Linked DNA regions of Sus scrofa: region 1 is linked to region 2. A link is a contact called in public promoter capture Hi-C data. All regions are on one chromosome and are shown on one strand. The core of a region is the stretch at or near the end of the contact, and the rest is flanking DNA. Distances in the headings are between cores, read along the strand shown.

Evidence for each region. Promoter capture Hi-C pulls out the DNA fragments that hold promoters and counts their contacts.
Region 1: a promoter capture Hi-C map of liver shows a contact between it and region 2, with 11 times the contacts expected there. The contact joins the promoter of LOC100153093 here to the promoter of SDF2L1 in region 2. A contact is called at or near these places in 4 of 5 promoter capture datasets (fetal liver, fetal skeletal muscle and liver), 21 of 47 Hi-C or Micro-C datasets (adipose tissue, alveolar macrophages, blood and 13 more) and 2 of 2 datasets of contacts at active chromatin or transcription factors (alveolar macrophages and skeletal muscle).

The regions. Positions count from the first base shown.
Region 1 is chr14:50,319,961-50,327,291 of Sscrofa11.1, reverse strand. It overlaps LOC100153093 (RIMS-binding protein 3A), which reads right to left and starts at 4,255. Exons shown (of 1, transcript XM_001926953.5): 1 at 1-4,255. The coding sequence starts at 2,363.
Region 2 is chr14:50,248,929-50,255,532 of Sscrofa11.1, reverse strand. SDF2L1 (stromal cell-derived factor 2-like protein 1) reads left to right here and starts at 3,897. Exons shown (of 3, transcript XM_001929542.5): 1 at 3,897-4,177; 2 at 4,511-4,707; 3 at 5,524-5,926. The coding sequence starts at 3,991. The coding sequence ends at 5,805. LOC110256815 reads left to right here. Exons shown (of 3, transcript XM_021073687.1): 1 at 1-422; 2 at 1,528-1,632; 3 at 3,540-3,620. The coding sequence ends at 3,620.

The sequences.
Region 1 (7,331 bases), core at 3,006-5,505, 71 kb before region 2:
GATGGCACAGTGGCCCACATGGACTCCACCTCAGAGGAGGAGTTGGATGTGGAGCTGGTTTTCTTTGCCGGGGGCCTGGAGTCCCGAGCTCGGCTGCCTGGTTCTCTGTCTGGCTCTTGGGGGTCTCTGGCTGGTTCCTGGGGGGCAACAGGCTTCTCTAGCAGAAAGTCTTCCTTCTCCTGTTTGTCTCTGCCAGGTGGTGACCATGTTTGGTCTTCAGGCCCTGACTGCAACTTGGTGCCCCTACTATTTCTCCCTGGAGGCTCTGTGGCTTGGGGGGCCTTCCGGGGTTCCTGGGGAGGGTGAGCAGGCTGACATTGCAGGGTCCTCATCTCCTCTGGGGCAGCCTGGAGATCACACAGGGCCTTCTGCAGGTCGTCCTGCAGCTGCTGCTGCCTGTCCTGCCCTTGAGCCGTCTGCTGCAGCAGCTGCCCCGCCAGCAAGCCGCCATTCTCAAGCTCCTGCCACGTGCGGCCCACCTGCCCGTGCACTTCGCTGTCCTCGGCCACCACTTTCCGCGTCCAGTCAGCCTGGGCCTGCAGCCGAGCGTTCTCCTTGGCCAGCCAGGCGCCCTCGTGTAGCGCCGCCTGCAGCTGAGCCTCGGCATCTTCGCGGCCTTGCCGTGCCTCCGCCGCCTGCGCGCCCAGCTCCTCGCACTCTCGCCGCCGCGCGTCCAGCTCGAGCTCCAGCGCCTGCACTTGGCGCCGCGCCTCCTCGCAGGGCGCGCTCTGGCCGCCCGCCTCCGCTCGGCCGCTGCTGGTGGCCTGCTGCAGCGTCAACTGCCTCTGCAGACGCAACACTTCCCGCTGGGATTCGCGCTGCAGCCGGTCCAAGTCGCTGAAGCTAAGCCATTCGGCGCAGGCGGCGCCCCCTCCGGGGAGCGGGGCGCTACCAAGGCCTGAAGCAGCGCGCGCCTGCAGCAGGTGGCACTCCTGCCGCAGCTCTTCGATCTGCTTGTCCTTGGCCAGCAGCGCGCTCGCCTGCTCCGACAAGTCCCGCGAGCGCTGGCGGGCGAAGGCCTGGCACAGCTCCAGGCCAGCGAGGCTCTCGCCGGGCACGGGCGCGCTCACAGCCCGCAGATTGGTCTCCTGCAGCTTGCGTGCACGGTCCTCCAGGCGTCGCGCAAGGCTGGCCAGCTCGGCGTGCTTCACCTTGAGCCGCTTCACCTTCTCTCTTGCCTCGTCGGGGAAGCCCGCGCGCCTCACCTGTAGGTTCTCTTCGAGCAGGACAGAGCAGTGGCGCGCCAGAACCTGCAACGCTTCGGACAGCTCCGAGTTCCGCTTCACCAGCTCGCGGTAGTCCTCGCCCTGCGGCAAGGGGCTCGGGGCTTCGCACGGCTTACTCCCCGACTCTTCCCCTTCTCGCATGTCGCCAGGTCTTCTGTGCTCCGACGGTGGTGGCGGCGGCGGGGGGCCTGGGGATCCTGGGATGAAGGTGTCTGGCGAGGAGGCTTCGGGGGTCTTGGGGCGACTCAGGGTGCTGCCGAGTGAGCAGGAATGCGCTCGGGCCAAGGAATCGAGGGAGCTGGCGCGCGCGGGGAGCAGGCTGTCTGGGGACTTGGAGCACGCAGCGGGCACTCGGTCGAGGGAGCGGGAGCGCGCGCGGGCGCCGGCGTTCCCGCCATCAAGGGATCCGAGTTGATGTGGGGACTTTGCGGTGGTCTCGTGGGACGGCTCTTCAGAAGAAGGCACGACCGGAGGGTCGGCGGCGCCGGACAAGGCGGGGTGCCCGCGGAAGTGCTCCAGGATATACTTGAGGAAGAGCTGGCGCTCCACGTCGAGCGCCGCCTGCAGGTGGCGGATGCGCGAGGCCTGCTCGCCGTCAGTTTCCCAGCGGAGCTGGGCCAGCACATCCTGGAGGCGACAGCGGCACTGCGCGGCGGCGACTTCGGGCGCCCCCACTCGGCTGCAGTAGCCGCGGTTCACCAGCTCCTCGGCCAGCTGGCGCTGTAGCTCCCGAGCCTGGCGCACCACGCCGTCGCGCTCGCGATGCAGCAGCTGCTGCAGCTGCCGCATCTCGGCCTCCTTCCAGCGCAACAGCTGCCGGATCTCGGCCTCGCGCTCCCGCAGCACCTCCTCCTGCAGCTGCCGCAGCTCCCGGCCACGCTGTGCCTCCCACTTGGAGCGCAGGTGGTCAACCAGCTGCTGCCGCTCCCGCTCGGCCGCCTCCTTCAGCTGGCGCGCTTCGGCTGCGAAGCGCCGCCGATCCGCCCGCCCGCGCGCCCGCTCAGCTTCCAGCTCAGCCCGAAGCTTCTCCAGCTCCCGCCTCTGCTCCTCCAGTGCCGCCGCCGCCGGGCCCGGAGTAGCCAGCTTCTTGGGTGTCGCGTGGCCGCTGCCCGAAGGGCTGGGCGAGTCCTTGGTCATGGTGGCCGCGGCCGGGCCAAACGTCTGACCTCTCCTGGCCCAGGCCGCCTCTCGCCAACGGCAGCCGACCTGGCCGCGGCCAACCGCCGCACGCGCCCCTTCCGGTGCCTGGCTGGGTCTCCTCGCGCCCCTCCTGTCTCTGGGTGCGTTCCCTACGACCTGCGGTGGGTGCACTAGCCTGCGCTCCACTCCCGGCTGCCTATGTCGGGGCTGGGCTCCTGACACTGGGCTCGACACTGCCTATGCCCTTCCTGGAATGCCCAGGACTCCCTCTGGCCCCAGGCTTCTCCCTGGTCCTACCACCAAGTCCCTAATGTCTCACCCCAGCCCTCTTCCAGGGACTGTATCGATCCCTTTCAGGCCCTGAACTCATGGGAAGTCTGAGCTGCTTCTTTGAGCTTGGAGAAGGGGGCTTGGTGTATGTGTCAAGATCACCAGTGGGGTGTGAGCACACCCCACCTGGCACTGCTGTGGATTCAGGTGGTCTGGCGGCTAGGAATCACCACAGGATATGCCCAAACTTGGGTGTGAGCCCTGGGCTCACCTGCAGGGGAGGGGGGAGCATCTGGCTCCTGCATCCCCACTGCACCTACCCTTCCAAAGACCCTTTCCAAGGACTTGCATGCATTATTTGTTTAAAACTCCTATTCCAAATTTACAGGGAAGTCTGCAGCCCAGGGGCTGGGCATGGTGCCAGGGGAGACAGGGGAGAAGAAGGGCTTGTTCAGGACCATAAGCCTGGCCTGCGGTTTCTTGGTTAGTTTTTACAATCACCCTGCAGGGTTGCTCAGGGAGATACGGACCTCCCCACAGTCACGTGGCCCAGAAGTAGCTGAATGTGGATTCAGGCCTGCATAACTCTGCCTCCTGATGCCATCTAACCAATCTCAGGGTCACAGCTGGGAGGGCCCCCCTCCCAGTCTTTTACCCAGTGTGGAGCCTCACATTTAACATGTTGCAGGAGAGTCAAGTGAAATCCGGAGGCAGGGTTGGAGAGGCAGGGTGGGAGATGAGAGGATGGGGCTGCCATGAGGGCCCGGCCTGCCCTTTGGTCTGGCTCAGAAGTGCCCAGGTCTGCCTGTGTTTCCAAAAAGTAAATGATTGGCTCGCTGGCTCCCCACACCACCTCCCTGGAGACAGCAAGGCCAGAGAGCTTTCCATGGTTCTCTAAAGGGCAGTGTGTCAGGTAGTTAAAGCTGGTGGGTCTTCAGAGTCAACTAGTCCTTAGCTTTTTCAGTTGCTCCCATGTTCTCATCTGTAAGATGGGCTAATAATGCAGCTCCCTCCTGTGCTTCGTGACCTCTCAGGGTTCCCTGACTTCTTGGAGCATTCATTTCCTCTGTTTATAAGGTTTCAAGGAGGTGAGAGTTCACAGTGCCCAGACAGAGCAAGGCTCCCTGGCAGCTCTCTAATTTTCATCCTAGTCCCTCTTTCACAGCTAGGGAAACTGAGGTCTGCAAGGCAGAAGTTTGGCTGGGGCCAGGCAGGGCTGCCATGCTGAAGGCAGGTACTCTCAGCCCCCTGAAACTCACTATGGATGCTCTGCCACTTTTTGGCTGAGGGATCACTGCTGGTTCCTTCACCTGTCCCAGCCTCTGCACAAGGGAGTATGTTGGTAGAAACAGACTCCCAGGGTTGGAGAGACACTGTCAGCCACAGGCTGGGTATATGGTAGGAGCTGCACTGAGGTCTGTGTAAGTTCCTATCTCCCCCATTCAGGCTCGGCCTGGACCTTTACAAGCTTCTTCCAGGAGTCTGAAGAGCCCCCTGGTTCAAAGGCCTCTGGGCCTTTGCATGTGTCATTCTCCCCTGTCTGGGATGCCAAATGGCCTGAAACAGAAATAACACTGCCCACTGTGGAACTACTATGTGCTATGCTCAGTGCTAATGCTTGCCTTTATTTATTTATTTATTTATTTATTTATTTATTTATTTACTTTAGGGCTGCACATACAGCATATGGAGGTTCATGGGCTAGGGGTCTAATTGGAACTACAGCTGCCAGCCTATGCCACAGCCACAGTAATGCAAGATCCGAGCTGTTTCTGCGAACTATACCATCACTCATGGCAATGTCAGATCCCCAACCCACTGAGCAAGGCTAGGGGTTGAACCTGCAACCTCATGGTTCCTAGTTGGATTAATTTCTGCTGCGCCACAATAAGAACTCTGGTTTAAACCACCCATTTTACAGATGAGAAGTTTTAAACTCCTATGGATTAAGAGTTTGACTCCAGGTGATCAGGCTAGTTAGTGGTTTTGTCCACTCACTTATATTAACCTTGTCTTATCCTTTGGCCTCTGCTTAGCAGTTCTTTCTCCTCCTTCAGGAAGCCTTCCCTGACTCTCCAGGCCAGGATTGGGCAACCCAGGCCTCTGCTGCCCTGATCGCACCAACTAATGCTTCTCCTTTTGGACCAGGGATGTATCTGATACACGTTTGGGTCCCTGCCCACAGGGGGCTCAAGGAGGGGTAAGTGAAAGTCCCTTCTGAGAAAGGAGAGATGGGAACCCAGGGCCAGGCAGGCAGGGCCTGAAGGGTGCAGACCTGCTTACTGCTCACCTGGCCTGCTTACTGCCCACATTCAGGTACCACCTAGAAGCAAGGGCTAGGACCCCAGGCCCCAGGCTGCCCAATGGGGCCTCAGGCAGAGGCATCAGGCTGGGCGGGGGGTGAGGCTCAGTCCTCAACAGAGATGTTGTTGGAATCCTAAGCTGTGGAACATGTGTGCATGTACACACACACACACACACACACACACACACACACACACACAGCTGTAGGAGCCCTACTTAAATCTGGCTCTCCCTGCCCTTCCTGCCCTGGCATCAAGTGGCTTCTGGGAGATGTGGATGGACATTTGGTACCTAGTCATTTGCATCCAGTCCCTAATGCTGTGACCACATTGAGACCCTTCTGCTTCTCAGTGTGTGGTGCCATCCTGGTCTGGGTTGCACCCAGAGCCTCTCACAGCTCAGGCTCTGCTGCTCTGAGGATGGCTTTCTAGCCACAAGCCACCCTCAAGGCCCCCAGGGTGAATCCCCCCCAGCCTCTCTTCTCTGACTCACCTTCCTGGGTTGCTCCTGGTGCAGAACAGACAGACGGGCCTCTCAATTTCATAGCCATTTCTCAGGTAGGTGGGCAGACCATCTCGGCCCCATCTTGCCGGTGGCAAAACCAAGGCTCAGAGAAGCACTTGCTGTGTTCATTCAGCATGTGGCCCTGTTGGCCCCACCCTTTTGCTGTACTCATGTTTTTCAAAATGGGTTCCCTTGAATGCTGATGTGCCATGGGTGATGCCATTGGGCAGTGGTGAGTAACATGAACATGGGGAATTTGGCTGCAGGTGTTCTTTTTGAGAGGTGAGGTGGATGCGGGGATGGGGAGTTGAGACACTGGAATGTCCAGGTGGTCGTGGGGCCACAGGGAGCATGTCTTCAGGAGACCCTCAGCACATTTCTGTTTGACAGAGGCTAAGGCCCTGAGGCTCAGCCAGAGCAGGTGGCTTACAAGGGCCCAAGGGCATCTGGATGGTCACCTCAGTGCAGTGGGTGGTGCTCTGCAGCCTGGCTGTCCTGTTGCAGCCCCGAGCAGTGGCTCCAATAGTCAGCGCAGGAAGGCAGGCTGCCACCAGGGAGAAGGACCCTGTGTGACTCTGGGAGCCCCACAGGCGCCATCCAGCCACCGCCCATGCTGGCACCACCCGAGGCACGTCAGAGGCATCTGGAATGTGGTCAAGTGGAAGAGCAAGCCAGGGCTTCACCGGTGCCAGGCTCCTGCCATCCCACACTCATCATGCTGTGCAGTGCTTGTGCAGTGACCTGCCTGTCACCCCCATGGATGACTTGGAGCACCAGGCTGCCTTCTCTGGGCCCTGGCTGTCTTGCCTAGAACATGAAAGGGACAGATTACTTGGGGTGGTTTTCAAACTGGGTTACTTCCCTACTGTCCTAGGGCTCCCGGACAAAACCGTAGGGGTGGGAAAGATTGACCAGAGCTGAAGGGGAGACACTGGCCCCATCTGCTTCAACAGGACACAGCCACTGGAGATCCCTGTTGTGGCTCAGTGGGTTAAGAACCCAACATAGTGTCCGGAGGATGCATGTTCGATCCCTCATCTTGCTCAGTGGGTTCAAGATCCAGCATTGCCTTGAGCTGCGGTGTAGGTTGAAGACACAGCTCAGATCCCGCGTTGCTGTGGCTGTGGTGTAGGCCAGTAGTCGCAGCTCTGATTTAACCCCTAGCCTGGGAAGTTCCATAGACCATAGGTGTGGCCCTAAAAAAGGGGGAAAAAAATAGGACACAGCCACTCACTCATGTCATTGGTCAGGTTCTAAGGAGGACTTTGGTTTAATAGTGTTTGAAAGAAGTGTGCTGCTAGGGACACATTTAAGACCATCAAACCTCTGGGTTAGAGGCTCCCCTGTCTATTATGAGCGCAGACACCACTGCCCCAACACCGTGTGACTCCAACGATCCTGAGAGGAAGCTTGTGCCCCTCACGTCTGGGTTCACCCTGTATTCCTGGTCACAGACCTCTGGGCCATGTGGTCATAGGGTCTGGGGTCCTGGGAAAGCTGATCCACAGCCCTCTTTTGTTGCCCGTGCCCTGAGCTTTTTGGAGCTTTCAAACTTGGTGAAGGTGTTCGGTTCCATCCTGGGGGCCCACCGGAGCATTTTAAGCTCCTACCTTCCGTGGCTACAGTCGGTCCAGGTTTCTTATTTTGGGTTAATATGTTTCCTATTGTTCTCAGACATCTCCCCAGCATTTAGAACAGTGTCTGGCACATGGTGCTCAGTAAACACGTGACTGAAGAAGAGAGAGGTGTGGCCTCTGTCTTCATGGAATTCACAGTCTAAGGGCAGACGCAGATGCTAAACACAAATGTGGCACAGGAACAGTGAACTTGGACTGTGGCAAGTGCCATGGGTGAGGGGTGTGGTGCTAATGGTAAGAGCACCAGCAG
Region 2 (6,604 bases), core at 2,648-5,147:
CACGCATCCACTTGTCCTCCAAGATCAACTGGAGCTGCCTGTTGCGCCGGCTGGAGGAGGCCCAGAGCAGCCAGCAGGTGTCACAGAGGGCAACACGATGGGTGTCCCGGCCTGCATCCCAGGAAACCTCCCAGCACAACACCCCCCAGCGCAGCCCAGAGACTCCCACTGTGCAGCCTCAGTTGGCCACCAGAGCCACCAAGGTCCAGGACAAAACCACAGAACCCCACCTCGACACAGGGCTGCTGCTTACCCCACAGGAGAACGCAGTAGATGCAGGGCAGGAGCCCAGTGGGTTTCCAGAGCCCAAGGTGTCCACATCAGCTGACACTAGCGTGGCCTCCCATCTGTCCAAGCAAAAAGTGGACAAGAAGGACAAGCAGAGCATTGAGGAGGAGGTCAAAGAGGAGGAATTGGAGGAGGTGGAGGAGGAGGAGGAGGTGGAGGAGGAGGAGGAGGAGGAGGAGGTGGAGGAGGAGGAGGAGGAGGTGGAGGAGGAGGAGGTGGAGGAGGAGGAGGTGGAGGAGGTGGAGGAGGTGGAGGAGGTGGAGGAGGAGGTGGAGGAGGTGGAGGAGGTGGAGGTGGAGGAGAAGGGGGAGGAGTGGAGGAGGAGGTGGAGGAGGACGATTTCTTTGGAGACAAGGATGAGCCCCAGAGCTCCCCAGAGTCTCCACTGGAGGCCACAGGCAGCCCCTCCGCAGACTCAATTGTGGGCCCCAGTGACTCCCCGTGAAGCCCTGAGCCACACTGAGCACTCAATGTCCTGCTCCTCCACTCTGTTGGAATGCCACCCTCCCAGCTGCTGCCCTGGGCAGAGGCCAGCTTGTGCCCATGCCAAGCTTTGCTGAGCCTCTTGGGTAGCCAATGGGACCAATAAAACTTGTGTCGATGGAGCACAGTTGGTTTTCCTGTTGGAGATTTCAGCCTCCCTTTGCGCACCTGCCCCCAAGGTAGCCTTCAAGTCAGCGGAAGGCCCTCTGAGCCCCATGGCCTCACGTGCTCTGCTTGTGGCTCTCTTCCACTCCAGTCTGCATATTCCTGGCTCTTTGAGTCTCTTAGAGCTTCTGGTTCCTGCTCCCTCAGGGCCCCATGCATCATGTTCCCATTTCCCCAGGGCTGCTCCTCTGCCAGGGCCCATCTGCCCATTCCTGGGTGCCTTCCTAATTTGTAATTCCTGGCTCCGGCCCCTGAATCTTCTTCCCTGCAGGTCATGTCAGGGCTGCTGGTCAGTCAAGCTATGGATTGGCTGCCCTGGGCTTGCCATGTAACTACCCTTCCGCAGTTGTCCTGGGCAGGACAGCTCTTTCTCAAAGGGTCTGTGGGCATGGCTAGGTGCTATGGCTGGCAGTTCTCATCTCCCAGCCCTGGAGTGTCCAGCCGCTCGGTGGCCCCAGCTCAGCACCCTCCTCCCGTCTGCCTGTTCATTCCTATTCAGGCATTTTCACCCAGGCTTCAGCCCCTGGCTGCTCCTCCCCACCCCATGGGAAGGGAGCACTTGGAGGTACTCCACTCTGCCTCGCCTTGCAGGCTGCCACTTCAGGAGCCTGGTGTGGCTTGCCTCCCCTGGAGTTCGCTGAGTATGTGGAGGCCGGGCCAGCTCATCCTGGACTGACCATGCTCAGTGGCCTATGGGTGAGGACATAGCCACTGTCAGCTGCTTCTGCAGCCAGGCAGGAAGGACCCTCTATGTCACATCCATACACTGCGATTTGGCGGGGAGCACTTGCTCCATTGCCAGTCAGAGGGGCTGGTGTCCTGAGGTGGGGGATCAGGGACCCATTTTTCCACAGAGCTCTTGTAGCATGGATCTTTTACAGCACATATTTGACCTTGAGGCCACCCACTGCCCCCATCACCACCATTCAGGGCCACAATTGACTGCCATGTCACTTGGCTGCTGATTGGCCCTGTTGGCACACCCAATATCCTCTGGCTTCCAGGTGCCACTGTGTAGTCTCAAGGGAGTAGAGCACATGCCCCACCTCAGCCTCAGAGGTACACGTCTAGAGACAGTTCCTGGGGTGGGAGCAGCCCCTTTTGGGCACCACTGGCACATGATGCTAGAGACATCTCCCCGTAGCTCCTGTTTCAGGCTATGTAACAAACTGAGACTCAAGTGGCTTCAGGCAAAATCAGTGTTTGTAATGACACTGGTGTTTGACAGGCTCAGCTGGCAGTGGTAGAGCCAGAATGGCTGCTTTCAGCTGGGGTCCAGTCTATGGCTGGAACTTGCCACATGGCCTCTCCCCTTCCAGCATCTCTCTCCGTGTTGCCCCTGGCCATCCAGTGGTCCCTCTGGCCTGGGACCAGCAGGAACAGTGGCTGGCTTCCTAGAGGGAAGAAGCCAGACTGCTGGAACTTCCCAAACAGCATTTCTGCAGCATTCTCATGGTCAAAGACACTTGTGATGCCTGCCCAGGTTGGGGATGGGGGGAGGGACCCCATACTTTGAGGAGAGGAGCAGCTGGCACTTGCAAGAGTGGGAAGAATTGTTAGCAGACTTGATTGGAAACAAACTACCCCCCCCACGCGCCTGTCACTTATTACACCTTGAGTAGGGCCTGGGAATCTGAACCTGGAGACAAACCGTGGCCTCCAGGTGGAGGGTGCTGAGCACCTACCTATGAGGTGAGCTGGGGATGTGGTATACAGGAAAAGGGACATCCAGGAGGAGCCATGAGTCTCCAGAAACTACAAGTGGAGCCACATTGGCTTCCCCAACTCAGTCTTGGGGTCTCTGCTGCTATTGGAACCCTTTCTTTGCCTTCAGGGAGATTACTAACCCTGTTCTTGCCATCCCCTCATTCCCAGTGTAACAGGAAACCATTGGTAGCTTTCAGCAGACACCTGGCATGATCCAATTTATGATTTTTAAGGCACAAACCACTTTCCTGTGTAGAAAATGTCTTGGAGGGGCCTGAGTTATCAGAAGCAGGGAACTCTTCTAGGAGGTGGTGGTAGATGTGGAGGGGTGGGAGGCGCCTTGTATTAGGGTGGTGAGGGTGCTGGGGTTGGGGCAGGAGAGATGCCTCACAGCCTGATTTGGAGTCAGAGCCATCTAGACGGGGTGAATTGAAAGACTTGGAGTGAAGTCAACGTAGGAATGTTCCACAAATGAATAAATAGTGGTGTAAGTTTCTCCCCTTGAAGACTGAGCCCACAGACCTCTGAGAAGGCTATGGGTCTGAAGCCCTGGACGCAAAGTAACCGAGGCTTGGTCCCCAGTTACTTGGTCTCCCTCTGCTCTTGTTTCCTAAGACAGCTTGGTGGTGCTTTCTGGGGACCACCTGCCACTATCCTCTACACCACAGCTCCCTCTGCTGCCCAGCGGCCTAATGACCATGAGATTCTGCCCTGGAAGGGGTCAGTGAGTGGCCAAGGAATTCAGAAACTCCAGGGTCCAGGAACTGAGGTGACCCAATGCAGGAGAAGGGGTAAAGACCAAGCGACTGGGGAACCAGTCCATCCTGGGGTCCAGGGACTGAAGGACCAGGTGACTGAGTTTTTGAGATGTGTCCACTTGTGACCACGTAATCCAGTGGTCGAGCAACATCAAGACCCTGCAGCTGCGGGACTTAGGGCCCAAGGAAGACACCATGATTGAGGTCCTGGGGATCTAGGGCCAAGGACCTTCGTGAAGAGGCGAACCAGGTGTTCTGGGGCCCAGAGGCCACGGGAGGGCCGCCCTCACCTGCAGAGCGAGCCACCAGCTCTCTCCGCTCGGCACCGCCCCAGTCTTCCCTTGATACTCATTGGTGAGTCCTCGGAAGCGTGGACCAATCATAACCCTCCTCGTGTCTCCAACCCCCTCCCCGCCGCGTCTCTCGAAAGCTGGGGGCGGGTCCCTTCCACAAGGACTCAATAACAGTGCAGGCGGAGCGCCGTGCAGGCCGGCGATTGGCTACCGTGGTGGGCTCTGTCAGAGCCCGATTGGCCGGCAGCGGAGACGGAAGCGTCCACGGGCCGAGTTGCCAGAGCCCGGCCGGGGCGATGTGGAGCGCGGGTTGCCGGCGAGCTGCCGGACCGGCGCTGCTGGGGCTGCTGCTAGCGCTCTTGGTGCCGGGCAGCGGTGCCGCCAAGACCGGCTCGGGCCTCGTGACCTGTGGGTCGGTGCTGAAGCTGCTCAACACGCAGCACCGGGTGCGGCTGCATTCGCACGACATCAAATACGGATCCGGTGCGCGGGCTGGGGCTGCGGCATCCGGGCAGTAGCGGCCAGGGGTGGGGGTCTGACAGAGGTGGGGCGGGGGTCTGCCGGCCAGGGGTCTGGGAATCATCAGGGACTGAAGGAGTTGCGGACCAAGGGGCAGAGTCTGGCTGTTTGACGGGGTGGTCGCGATGTCATTCGGGAGCTTCGGACCAGGTGACTTGAGTCCCGCCCGGGCGGGAGGGGCTGAGGGAGCCACTGGGTCCCAGGGTTGAGCTTGTCCGGGAGAAATGATGGTGTCCTTGCCGAGGGTCAGAGTTGTCGCGTTGACGGCAACCCCGGGGGTGGGGTATCTCCCCCTAGGCAGCGGCCAGCAGTCGGTGACCGGCGTGGAGGCGTCCGACGACGCCAACAGCTACTGGCAAATCCGCGGCGGCTCGGAGGGCGGGTGTCCGCGCGGGTCTCCGGTGCGCTGCGGGCAGACGGTTCGGCTGACTCACGTGCTCACCGGCAAGAACCTGCACACGCACCACTTCCCTTCGCCGCTGTCCAACAACCAGGTGAGCCCCTGGAGTATATGTGAGGGGCCGGGCGCCGGCTCTGAGCCTCGACTTCCTCTGTGGAACGGGAATTTCAAATCAGAAGTGTTTGTTGAGCGCCCCCTCTGGGGACACCGAGGTGACTGCATGCGTCAGGGTCCTGTCCCCTGGAGCTCTCTGCCCAGGCAGAAAGAGCCATCTAGCTAGACAGTGCCATCCCTGAGGGGCAATCCGACAGCGGAGGAGGAGAATCCACTATGGCCACTGGAGTGAGGAATGGAAACCCTCCAGGGGAGGGGGAACTCAGGCTGGGCCTGGAAGGAGGAGGAGCCCCCCAGGCCACAGAGAGGAGAGTGTCTCTGAGGCCTAAGGAAGAGCTTGCATGTGGAGTTCATTGGAACTGGGTGGGAGGTGGGGCTGGAACAGAGGATGCTTTTGGACGGTTATCAGAAGAGAAAGTAGATTAATAGAACCTTAATCTTAAGCCCAGCCTGAGGTGTGGGCTTTATGCTGAGTGAGGGTCAGAGGGATTAGAACAGGAGGAACATGGAGGAGCGAGGAGAAGGTCTTGGCCCTGTGGGGGCCTGTGGTCGCTGCCCAGATGAGGTGGGATGTGCTGGTGTTTGAAAAATTTACGGAGGTGGGGGGTGGGGGGCTTCTGAGTGCTGGGGGTAGGAGTTGTGTTGTCCTATTTTGCAGCTGTGGAAACTGAGGCTCAGAGAGTTGCAAGGCAGGCCCCTGGGTGTGAGCGCAGTGCTAGACAAGTGTCTACAGGAGTCTCAGAGTGCCCTTCATAATGACTACTGTCCTCCCATCCTGCCCCACCCGCACCCACAGGAGGTGAGCGCCTTTGGGGAGGATGGCGAGGGTGATGACCTGGACCTGTGGACAGTGCGCTGCTCAGGGCAGCACTGGGAGCGGGAGGCTGCAGTGCGCTTCCAGCACGTGGGCACCTCTGTGTTCCTTTCGGTCACCGGTGAGCAATACGGGAGTCCCATCCGTGGGCAACACGAGGTGCACGGCATGCCCAGCGCCAACACTCACAATAGGTGGAAGGCCATGGAAGGCATCTTCATCAAGCCCAGCATGGACCCCTCTGCAGGTCATGATGAACTCTGAGTGCTCTGGATGGGTGGATGGAGGGCAGAAGGATGGGTTGACTGCAGACCCACTCTTGGGGGAAACTTTGGGTTTGTAGGGATTCTTAAGTGCCTTTATGATTAAAGAATGTTGGTCTATGGTTGTATTTTGCTGTGAGTCTAGGGGTGCCCAGCAAGCGCCAGCCCTCCCTGGCCTGGTTCAGCATCTCTTCCTCAGTGCAAAACCTCTATCTCCATAACAGTTGGCAGCTGAACCTGTCCAAACCTCTCTGATGCTCTTCTGTACACTCCCAACACTGCTCTGGGCCATCACAGCCCCTGCTCTACCCTCAGATGGTCCAGTGGCAAGTGACCCCAGCTCCCAGGCCCTGAGCTTTACAAACCTTCCTGATAAGGGTGGGGGCCAGGGCTGGGGTCAGGGGGAAAGCAGGAGCCCCACTCTCTGCCAGCTGGGATGGGCACAAGTTCTCCAGCCCCCTCATCCTTTGAGGTGCTCCCCCTCCTCTTGGCGCCTCTTGCAGTTGCTGCAATCTCACACGTCTTTGACCAAGAACCGGGTCAGGACTCTGCCTATCTGCTGGAAATTTGCATCACAGTTTCCCTCACTCTTGGTGCAAATAGCACTCCACACACCAAGCCAGCCCTGGAATGTAGCATCTCAGGCTCCACTACAACCCTTCAAAGTCCTGAGGCCATAGAGAAATTTCAAAAGATATCACAAGGGAAGTAACCACAGAGAACTGCCACCCTGAAGCCACTAACAAGTCTTCCTGGAAGACAAGACACAGTTTTTTCTTTTTTTTGGCCACACCTTCAGC